2 separate regions of the Zea mays genome follow, and region 2 is linked to region 1. Evidence: chromatin contacts called from public Hi-C data. All regions are on one chromosome and are shown on one strand. Each heading gives the region's core, a stretch centred on a gene start, on an enhancer-like site or on the middle of the called end of the contact. The rest is flanking DNA. Distances are from core to core; before and after follow the strand shown.

Region 1 (5,746 bases), core at 2,531-5,030:
TGTGAAGGCCAATCAATCAGAAAGCAAGATGGAACTAAATCTGAGCCAGTCATAAGGGCATCCTTTGGCTTTCCACTTTGGCTTGAGGTAGAGTTACTCTCTCTCTCTCTCTTTGTTTTTTAGTCTATATGTACACATTTTCTGTATTTCTACTGTTCTAGTACCACCTCTACCGTACTTTATTCTGCTTTTAGTTATAACACATGTTTCTCCCACCCTGCAATGCCCGACAGGTCCAGCCATCATCCGGCCTCATCGGACCAGGAGACACAACGGAAGTCGCCGTGCACCACGAAGACTTCTTCACGCAAGAAGAGTTCGTCGACGGGGTGCAGCAGAGCTGGTGGTGCGAGACCACCAGAGACATAGAGGTCGTCCTGTCGGTGAACGTCACGGGCGTCGCCTCGACCGAGGCCGCCACGCACAGGATCACCGTCCGGCACTGCTGCCCGGCGCCTCCAGCCCCGCCGTCCGCTAACCCACGCGGCCCCATTACCGACTCACCTAGCGACGCTGTGCCAGGTCCCAAGAGTAGCCAGTCGAATCACTTGCTGCGTTCTGACTTCGCAAACTTCGGCAGCTCCGAGGTGCGCGACCTGTGCGGCGTGCGGAAGCGGAACCTGTAGAGACGAGCAGCTCAGTTTTGTTTTGCCTGGTGCTGTGGTTTTTTTGCTTTCTGTCCGAGTGTTTAGCCGGTGGAGTCTTGGATTTCTTGCCTAAGCTTGGGGGTGGGGGTGGGGAGAGAAGAAGTGGTTCTGCTCTTCATCTTGTTCTGTACATATGCGTCCCTGACCTCTCACGTCTCACCGTCCTTTGCATATCAGATCAAAAAGGGAAAAGAAAAAAGTGTGTGTGTGCAGTTGTTGCAAACATTTTTCTTTTTACATTCTTACGTTCTAGATGTGGCATTGAAATTATGTGGTTAGAAGGTGGAGTACATAATTGTGTGTGTACTTATAATAGAGGTTTACTTCATTGAATCAAGCTAGTGTGAATTATACACAGAGGCAGTACATTTAACTTACAGGGCAATTCTCTTGGATTAATGAGGCAGTGATCTTTTGTGCAGAAGAACCTATACCCAAAAAAAGTGTTCTTTTTCTTCCTTCCCTTTCCCAGTCTCACAATTCCAAACTTCAGCTCAAGCTCAGCAAAACACTGGCTTTTCGTTAAGAATGCTGGGAACCTGAAAGCACCGTCTATCCTGCCTGGGCCTGTTATTCCTACCATGTTTGATTCGAGCTGGACGATGCTTTGCTTTGCTCCCACTTCACACACCTCAGTTTGAGGTGGCTTCTAGTTCCAGGCTTTCCAGTTTCCACCCACCAGCACACCAGCTGAAGGTGACCCACATGGGAGTTAATGCGTTTGAGGTGGATAGGAGTTGAGCCAAGTGCAGGCGAAACAAACTTTCCAACTCCCCGTTGGAGAATGGGTCATGCACTCATGCAGGCTCACGCAGCCAAAAGATTCAGCAGATTTGACATCCAATAACAGTCCTGGTGTGCAGTTAGGTTGGGTCAAATCTGGTACACTGAACAGTCCAAGCGCGGTGACGATTTTGGTGACAATAGTTGGGTTTGGCCAGGCGCCCAGGCCACTGGCCTCGCCTCCAATGACCAGGTCACAAAACAAAACAATGTTGGAGATGACGAAAAGTTTTTGGAATTTGAAAGAATACAAAAAAAAAGGTTTGAATTGGCAGGAGATCACAAGGGATGTTCCTACGACCGTATGGAAAGTGAGACTTGTGGAGCTAGTTTCCACGTCATGATAAATGTACAGGAACATCATCGTCTGTAAAGGTGCACGTCATCATAATCAGCTCTCTCTCTCTCTCTCTCTCTCTCTCTCTCTCTAAATCTTGAAGTAAACTGTATACATGTAACGAAGTACTATGTGAACTACTACCGGTCTAGATTAGCATGCATGTATGTGTAACGAAAACACGATGGGAAAGAAGCGCGCCAGCGCCAGCCAGTCGCACGGCTGTTTGCTGCCTCTCCAGATGATGGAGATACATGGCGACGAGCTACATAGACAGCGGCAAGCGGCCGCCGTTAGAGGTGCCGTTGTAGCTCTTGCTTTCCTCCTTCCTCCGCCTCAGAACGACGCCCCACGTGACGGCCTCCAGGGCCACGGCGACGGCGCCGAGGACGGAGATGGCGGCGATGTAGCCCGTCTTCCACCTCTGCTCCACGTCGAGGATGGCCATGCCCTTGAAGATGTTGACGACGCCCAGCACGATGACGGTGTAGCCGACCGAGTGGTGGTAGGCGTTCCAGTACACCCGGTACTTGTGGTCCTTCTTCGGCCTCAGGAAGAGCGCGAAGATCTAGCGAACGGTGGAAGAAGAAGAAGAAGAAGAAGATCAGCGGGGGGCGGGCGTCGGAGTTTCCATGCACCAGCTGGGTGAAAACAGTGAAGCGTGTGAGTTATGAAGTACCTGCAGAGTGCCGAGAGCGAAGACTGTGATCCCGATGTTCCTGTGGAGCGAGTAGGTGATCCCCTTGGACAGGTTTCCGAGATGGATGCCGGTCGCCCAGCCGGACACCCCGACGCCGTACCCGAGCAGCTGGCAAGCGACGTGCAGGTAGAACCACGCCGGGTCAGCCGACCTGAACGTCTTGAGGTATCTCGCGAAGATGGCTCCCATGGGCAGCAGAAGCCCCCAGCTCACCGCATTCAGGATCCCATGAGTCTACAGGAAGAACGGATGGTTTGATAAGAGACCAGAAAAATACTGGACAGTGTACGCCCAGAGCGAAACCGGTGGTTAACAGATGGTAGCTAGATGACAACAATGGCATTCTTAATGGGAACGGAGACTTCTTCATCAGTTTGTCACAGGTCACATGGCTGGCACACTACTGTTAGAGCGAGAGGGTTTATATCTTGTGGAATAAAATATGCCAGCTGATTGTCTTGGCTGTATCGAAGAACTGCCCTGATGGGGTCAGAATCGAAGAAACGAAGGAATGCCTTGTTAATAACGCGAACAGACGAAGGGTGGGGGTCTGGGGAGTGGGGACCGACCAACTCACATTTTTCTTCCTGATGATGCTGCCCCCTCCGCTGGCGGCGGCAGTGGCGCCGGTTAGAAGGTTGAGCGTCCCCTTGGCGTTCATGTTGTCGCCCTTGGTGTCGTGTATCTGGATCCCGCCGGAGTAGGGCCCGACCTGCCAGACGTGGTTGACCTCGGCGCCCGTGCCGTTGGGGAGCACGAGGGTCGCGAACACGCGGACGCGGCCGTCGCCGCCGACCTCGGCGGCGAGGCCCGACGTCCGGTAGGCGGAGAGCGGGCCCGGGGCGCCGAGCGAGGTCCCGGAGATGCTGTAGGTCTGCACCTCGTACGCGCCGCCGCCGCCGGAGCTGGGGACGGCGACCAGCGCCTGCGTGCCGTCCATGCTCTGCGCCCTGGGGTTGAGGCCCCAGGCGACCCAGCCGCCCGCGGAAGGCGGGGCCGCCAGGAACGCCACGGACAGGGACGCCGCCGCGGCGTCGTAGGACCAGTGCAGCGACGCGCCCAGGCGGGCCAGGTCGGCGCACGCCGCGAACGCGCGGTTGCCCGAGAACTTCTCCGCCGCGCAGGCGCCGGCGCCGGCGGCGTGCGCGGGCGCGCACGCAGCGGCGGCGGCGAGGACGGCGAGGAGGAGGAGCCGCGGGATGGACATGGCCGCGGGGTCTCGTGGGCGGGCCGGTGGCACAGTAGGCTCCAAGCCCAAGGTGTCGTTTGTTTGGGTTACGGATCGGAGCTGGAGCTTGGGCGCAGGGCGCTGAAGAGGCTGGTGCGGGTGTGGTCCGGGTGTGGAGGCGGGCTCGGTTAATAGAGGAGGAGGGCACGAGGCCGCAGATGGCGGTGGACACGTGGGGGCGGAGATTGACGCGGTCGTCCCAGTGACAGCGAAGTATCCTTTTAGCAGCAGATAAACGAATCCGAGCACGTGCGGTGGATGCCAGCTGAAGGTGCGGATCAACTTAATCTATATTTATTCTCTATATCTGTATTTTATATCTACGTGCATAGACGGGAGTGTTGTATATAATTTTTTTTCTTCTAAATTTAGAGTATAGGATCATTTTAGAGGACCTGGAGGCAGTCTCAAACTAGCGTGACCTGCGCCGCAGGGAGTGGCTGGTCTTGGCATGCAGCGGTGGGGTGCACCGTCTATGGACTCAACTGTGGCGTCGGCGCGTCGCGTCCTCTCTCTCTCTCTCGCCCCAGGATCTCACGGTCCGGCGGAGCCTTCCACCGCCCGCTGGTCTGGTCACAGCTGTGAACTTTGGGAGCGACGGCGGCCGAGTGCCGAAAGGCGATGGACCACCTGGCTTGGGTACGGCCGCCCGCCCAGTGTACGCGCTCGCGCGCTTCGACGTCGCCGCTCGGGCGTCCCGGTTCAGACGCTAGGCTACGACACGGCAGTCTGTCCACACACGCCGGCCCGATCGACGTGACCCGAATCCGTGCCTCTTCTCTTCACATCGATCTCTTCTGTCGTTCTCCCGTGACGCGGGTTTGTCGTCGACATGGAGCAGAAACTCGGTCCCGTCGTCCGCACGTACGTCGCCGGGGATAAGCATGAGAGGCGCCCGGCCGGCCGGGAGGAGGAGGGACATGCATGGACGACAGCCACGCGACGGCCGGGGGGCCGGGCTCTGGCGCGCGTGGTGGCGCCGGCGCCGGCGGATGCGGATCCCGTAGACGTGCGATGCGCCCGACTGAGACCCCGAGAAGGACGCGCGGCGCTTTGGTGGTCCAGCCGGCCGGCGAGGGATCGCGACGGGGCACCCTCCTCTCCTGACCGACGCCACCGTGACGGCGGCATTGCGTATACGGTCGCCTACTCGCCTGGCGTGCTCGTTGGTTGAGGGGGGGTGGCCATAATTACAGGTAACCTAACCAAACGAGTCAAACAGATCGACCCAACCAACGAACCAACCAACAAAATCCGCCCGCAGGTTGGCAGATGGGCGAGATACGGCTGAAACTGAAAGGGAGACGGATCCCATTTCATGTCGACGTACAGTAGCGAGAAACCTGCCAAATCTTTCACACCAAACAAGGCAGAGGCAGGCAGGCTGACGGTTGAAGCCTCGCAAATTGGAGGAGTGGACAGTGGAGGTGGAGCCACCACTGAAGCAGTGTCAACCTTTTCGGTTGCATTGTGCAGCAGCAGTTTGCTGACCAAAGACCCCCCTACTCTGAAGAAAATGGACGTGGTTGATGGCCTTGGCGTGCGTGCGTGCCTTGGAGGAGGACAGGTTCGGCGCTCGGACTGCCCTTCAACCACGCTCAGCCACTGACCGTGGACGTGCTGCTTGTTCGCCTGTTGTTTTTTGTTTTTGTTTTCCTTGGGAGAAAATAGTAGCAGAGGAAATAATATATGCCTTAGTTGAAAGCGTGCAAATTAAGAGAGTCTACTGCTGCCGCCCCTACCAAAACGCACGCACTGTTGGCTGCTGGAGCTAGCCAGCCTGAAAGCTGGGAACCACGCCATGCCAGCTAGTGTGTATGTAGCATATCTGCGAGTAGGAGTAGCACGGAAGGGAGTTTGAAGTTTGAACGCCAGCTGATCGTGAAACCTCTAACCACCCAACAAGATTGGAATCCTTTCCATCTGAAAAAGAAAAAAAAGACAGACAGACAGAAAGACAGACAGGCGAGCTTCCACCGGGAAAGCATCGTTCGTCGGCCAACTTTTCACCTACCTTTGATCAGTGTCAGGGAAGGCCAGCACACACTACC
Region 2 (5,659 bases), core at 2,133-4,632, 140 kb after region 1:
GATCGGTCCATTCGAAGGACGCAATCACGCCTCGCCCGAGCCTATCCTCGGACAAGGGCAGCCGACCCCGGAGGATTTCCGTCTCGCCCGAGGCCCCCCTCCAGCGGCGAACATATTTCCGGCTCGCCCGAGGCCCTGTCTTCGCCAAGAAGCAACCCTGACCAAATCGCCGCGCCGACCGACCAAATTGCAGGAGCATTTAATGCAAAGGTGGCCTGACACCTTTATCCTGACGCGCGCCTCCCAGCCGGCAGAGCCGAAGTGACCGCCGTCACTTCGCCGCTCCACTGACCAGCCTGACAGAAAGACAGCGCCGCCTGCGCCGCTCCAACTGCGGTGCCACTTGACAGAGTGAGACTGACAGGTAGTCAGGCCCGGCCACAGGCACCATAGGAAGCTCCGCTTCGCCCGACCCAGGGCTCGGACTCGGGCTAAGCCCCGGAAGACGGCGAACTCCGCTCCGCCCGACCCAGGGCTCGGACTCGGGCTAAGCCCCGGAAGACGGCGAACTCCGCTCCGCCCGACCCAGGGCTCGGACTCGGGCTCAGCCCCAGAAGACGACGAACTCCGCTCCGCCCGACCCAGGGCTCGGACTTGGGCTCAGCCCCAGAAGACGACGAACTCCGCTCCGCCCGACCCAGGGCTCGGACTTGGGCTCAGCCCCAGAAGACGACGAACTCCGCTTCGCCCGACCCCAGGGCTCGGACTCCGCCCTGGCCTCAGCCGACGGTCTCCGCCTCGCCCGACCCAGGGGCTCGAACTCGATGTCGGCCACGGAAGACAGACTCGACCTCGACTTCGGAGGAGCTTCCACATCGCCCAATCTAGGGCGCAGACCGGCCACGTCAACAGGAGGTGCCATCATCACCCTACCCCGAGCTGACTCGGGCCACGGGGAACAAGACCGGCGTCCCATCTAGCTCGCGGATGGCGCCCCGCATACTCTGTGACGACGGCGGCTCTCAGCCCCCTTACGGAAGCAGGAGGACGTCAGCAAGGACTCAACAGCTCCGACAGCTGTCCCTCCGCCGGGCTCCATCGCTCCTCCGACGGCCACGACATCACACCGGTTGGGTGCCAAAATCTCTCCGGCTGCCACGACGGCATGTACTTAGGGCGCTAGCTCTCCTCCGCTAGACACGTAGCACTCTGCTACACCCCCCATTGTACACCTAGATCCTCTCCTTACGCCTATAAAAGGAAGGACCAGGGCCCTCTTAGAGAGGGTTGGCCGCGCGGGGACGAGGACGAGACAGGCGCTCGCGTGAGGCTGCTCGCTCCCTCTCCCGCGTGGACGCTTGTAACCCCCTACTGCAAGCGCACCCGACCTGGGCGCGGGACGAACATGAAGGCCGCGGGATTCCCACCTCTCTCACGCCGGTCTCCGGCCGCCTCACTCTCCCCCCTTCGCGCTCGGCCTCGCGCTCGACCCATCTGGGCTGGGGCACGCGGCGACATTCACTCGTCGGCTTAGGGACCCCCCGGTCTCGAAACGCCGACAAATTTGATCTCTTGAGTGTGTCTAGAATTGAATGCTAGAGCTCTTGTAAGTAGTTGGAAGGTGGAAAACTTGGATGACTTGAATGTGGGGTGGTTGGGGGTATTTATAACCCCAACCACCAAACTAGCCGTTTGATGGAGGCTGCTGTCGCATGGCGCACCGGACAGTCCGGTGTGCCACCAGACACTGTCCGGTGCGCCAGCCACGTCACCAGGCCGTTGGGTTCCGACCGTTGGAGCTCTGACTTGTAGGCCTGTCTGGCTGTCCGGTGGTGCACCGGACAAGTCCTGTAGACTGTCCGGTGTGCCACCCGCGCGTGCTCTGCTCCTCTGCGCGCGCTGGCGCGCATTAAATGCGTTGCAGACGACAGTTGGCGCGAAGTATCCGTTGCTCCGCTGGCTCACCGGACAGTCTGGTGTGCACCGGACATGTCTGGTGAATTATAGCGGAGCGGAAATCCGAAGCTGGCGAGTTCAGAGCCGCTTTCCTCTGGAGCACCGGACACTGTTCGATGTGCACCGGACATATCCGGTGAATTATAGCGAAGCGCCTCTAAAAATTCCCAAAGGCGCGAAGTTTGGCTTGAAGTCCCCTGGTGCACCGGACACTGTCCGGTGGCACACCGGACAGTCCGGTGCGCCAGACCAGGGCTGCCTTCGGTTATCCCTTGCTCTTTTTATTGAACCCAATTCTTGGTCTTTTTATTGGCTAAGTGTGAACCTTTGGCACCTGTATAACTTATACACTAGAGCAAACTAGTTAGTCCAATTTATTTGTGTTGGGTAATTCAACCACCAAAATCATTTAGGAAATAGGTGTAAGCCTAATTCCCTTTCAGTGTCCAACAAGCTGGGAGTCCGGAACATCGCTAACGCCAGGAAGGCACTCACCGTGTCGTTGGCGCTGTCCGTGACGCTGGGGGTGGCGTTCCTGCTGCTCCTGGGCCTCGGCCACGACCTCTAGGTGTGCCTCTTCACCACCAGCGAGGCCGTGGTCAGCGCCTTCGCCTCCATGACGCTGCTGCTCATCGGCTCCGTCGTGCTCGACTCCACGCAGAGGGTGCTCTGCGGCGTCGCCAGGGGCTGCGGGTGGTAGCACCTGGCGGCGTGGACCAACCTGGTGGCGTATGTCATCGGCTTGCCGCTCGCGATCACGCTCGCCTTCCAAACCAAGGTACATGATCTGTTCTATTCTGAATAAATGAATGTTCATGTACCAAATAATTAATGAATGTTAATGTACCAAATTAACAATGCATGCCTGTGTCATCCAGGGGCTGTGGATGGGGCAGATATGCAGCCTCCTCTGCCAGAATTACGTCCTCTTTTTCATCACCCTGCGAACCAACTGGCAGGAGTTAGACCTGGCCATGTTCAACAAGGACAACAATTTTGTCTGCTAGGAATCTAGAAAGAGTTTTTCTTTTCTTTTTTGCCATGTGCTGTTACTGAAACATTGAACCATCAGCATCAGGCTTCGACAGAGTTGTCTGGTGTTTGCTCATTAGCCATTATCAATTCATCATCAGTGTAACACTACAAATTGTAATATTTGGAATCTCGGAGATAGAAATTAAAAATGTTCTAATACGCTAATATAGCTGACGCTTTGTTGATAGGCGCCTCCTGTTCTAGTCACCATAAAAAGCAGCAAGAATGTAAGGAGACGTCACAATATGGGCCAGACCTGGCTTAGCCACCTAAAGAAGCCCATCTAAAGCAGACCCAGCCCAAGGACTCAACTGACTCTCTTCTTTTCTGTATATTTGTCATTTTATCAAACTAAGGCCCAATAATATAGGAGCCCATCCACTCCGATCCAGCCATCCGACTCGGTTACAACAGTCCACATCCCAGCAGTTCGTCCGCTAGGGTTTTAGCCCGGTACCCCGAATCCCGCTCCTCCGCCGCCTCGCGTCCACCCTTCCTCTTGGCGCGCTCCGATCCAAGGTTCCTGCCGCCTCCTCGTCGGCGAAAGTCTCCCTCTATTTTCCTCGTTCCTTCGCTCCTTGTTCCCCGTCTCACGTCTCCGCGTTCGCTGTTGCCTGTTTGTGATCGGTGACGGAGCAGAGATGGCGGTGCCGCTGCTGACAAAGAAGATCGTGAAGAAGCGGGTCAAGCAGTTCAAGAGGCCCCATCTCGACCGCTATAAGTGCCTTAAGGTCTGAAGCTTCATCCTCTTCTCATCTCTGGAATGTATGTGTGTGTGTGTGTGTGTGCCTCGTGCTGCCTTCTTCGCAGCCGGATCTGTGCGCTTGATAGAAGTCGTTATTTTGCAGAGCAGCGCTTTTGTTGAGTTGCTTTAGTTTAACACCTGATGTATGGATACAGAATTTATCCCTATGGTTTTTTACCTTCTGAACATGCTTATTAAAGCAGTAAAACGATAAAATGTTAGGAGCCGCCTTTTTAACCTTTAAACGTTCAAAAGTCTTTTCAGACATTGACATAAAACTACAAAAGTCCATGATAAAATATGCTCATACTCATTAGTTCAATTCTCAAAACAAATAGCATAAAAGGAAGTTGATCAAGTTCAATCACATAGGTCTATGCATCTAGGCACTCTGGTGGCGGTGCTAGAGTAGGGAGGTGGGCGGCAGCAGGCGCCCGAGGTGGGCGATGAGGGTTGGTGCTGGGGGAGGGAGGCGGGCGGCGCTGGAGGTGCAGCTCATGGCGGAGCTGGAGTAGACCCTGCCTGGTGGAGATGTGGGTTGTGGAGGCCAGCGGCGCTATGAGAGGCGAGAAAATGGAGCTAGAGGCCAGCGGCTTGACCTGTGAGCTGATGTGCCTCACAGAGTTGGGCCTTTGAGTTGAGAGTTCCTACACTCTAAAGTGCCCGAAACACGAGTTAAACATCCAAAGATGTTTAAACGCGTTTCACGGATGTTCTACGCGATGTGGTCAAAACATCCTCCAGCTCATAAATACATTTTACCGTTTAACTTCGCTTAAATGTCATTTTCATAACCATGCTTGTAAAATCGTATGCTGGTTTATTTGTACATAGATCTTCCCTGATAAAATTTCTATTTAGCTGCCTGGTTTAATCGTACCTAGATCTGGAACGGCATGTTGATGCTTTGTGACAGCAAGATACACATTTGTTTTTTCTAGATTAACTGCTTGAAACCGTAAATAACCTACAGATACGCACTCATTCTGTTTGGATTAAAGTGTATTTTGGCTCCCAGGGTTGTATCTACACAAGAAGTTTATTTTGGCTCTGATACATGCTTCGACATTGTTTTTTGCCTTGTGCAATGGATTCTTCACTTGCTTGAAATTGTGGACCGGAGTAATTTTTTGCAGGCATCTAATTGTGTGTAGAAATACAGAACAAACGTAGGATTTTCAAGGCGTGCATGATGAATTATCATTATTTTGCAACAATTTTGTTATCCTCTAGTTCTGTTGGGTACATCAGTCATCAACTAGTACAGAGAACCATGATTGCATCAACTGAAATTTTTAGCAGCACCTTTCGAAAGCTGTATTGTTTAAAAATTTGTTTGATTGCAGCAGTATATAGAGATTACCTAATTGATCTTTAGCTGATTACCTTAGTACTGTTATCTTGTTTCAGATTGCAATGGTTTATTTGTTATCAGAGCGCGGTATATAGAGATTACCTAATTGATCTTTAGCTGATTACCTTAGTACTGTTATCTTGTTTCAGATTGCAGCAGTCAGTTAATGCTGATTGCAATGGTTTATTTGTTATCATAGCGCGGTATATAGAGATTACCTAATTGATCTTTAGCTGATTACACTAGTACTGTTATCTTGTTTCAGATTGCAGCTTCAGTATTTTTGTAATTAGGTAATGCTGCGCTACTGGATAAAATTTTGTTCTCGCTACTTAGCTTCTAGTTCTGTATTTTTTTTATCACAATGAAGTTTTAATATTTTCTTTGATTGTGATGGTTTTTAAATTTGGACTCAGTTTTGAAACTGGCTATGTGTACTATATGGATTGTATTGTACTATTTTTTAATGCACTAAGAGGTTACTGATGTTAGTAACCCTTGTTTGTATACGCTTTTACTGATGGTTAGCCAAATAATGAAAATGTTGTAGTTTCTGGTAGAACATTATGGATGTTGGATTAGTTTCACAATTACTTTCAATCATCTCTTGACTCAATATTATGGATGTT

Evidence for each region. A called contact is a pair of places that touch in the nucleus more often than the background predicts.
Region 2: a contact with region 1 is called in a Hi-C map of leaf, with 7 times the contacts expected there. The contact joins the promoter of LOC100194289 here to the promoter of LOC113664105 in region 1. A contact is called at or near these places in 3 of 25 Hi-C or Micro-C datasets (ear, leaf and tassel) and 1 of 3 datasets of contacts at active chromatin or transcription factors (leaf).

The regions. Positions count from the first base shown.
Region 1 is chr1:196,104,545-196,110,290 of Zm-B73-REFERENCE-NAM-5.0, forward strand. LOC113664105 reads right to left here and starts at 3,781. Exons shown (of 3, transcript NM_001367435.1): 1 at 3,045-3,781; 2 at 2,447-2,701; 3 at 1,865-2,335. The coding sequence starts at 3,674. The coding sequence ends at 2,033. It overlaps LOC103642551 (type II inositol polyphosphate 5-phosphatase 15), which reads left to right. Exons shown (of 11, transcript XM_035964208.1): 10 at 1-87; 11 at 234-1,024. The coding sequence ends at 626.
Region 2 is chr1:196,244,204-196,249,862 of Zm-B73-REFERENCE-NAM-5.0, forward strand. It overlaps LOC100194289 (60S ribosomal protein L32-like), which reads left to right and starts at 3,383. Exons shown (of 4, transcript NM_001371640.1): 1 at 3,383-3,450; 2 at 3,571-3,662. The coding sequence starts at 3,573. It also overlaps the pseudogene LOC103645157.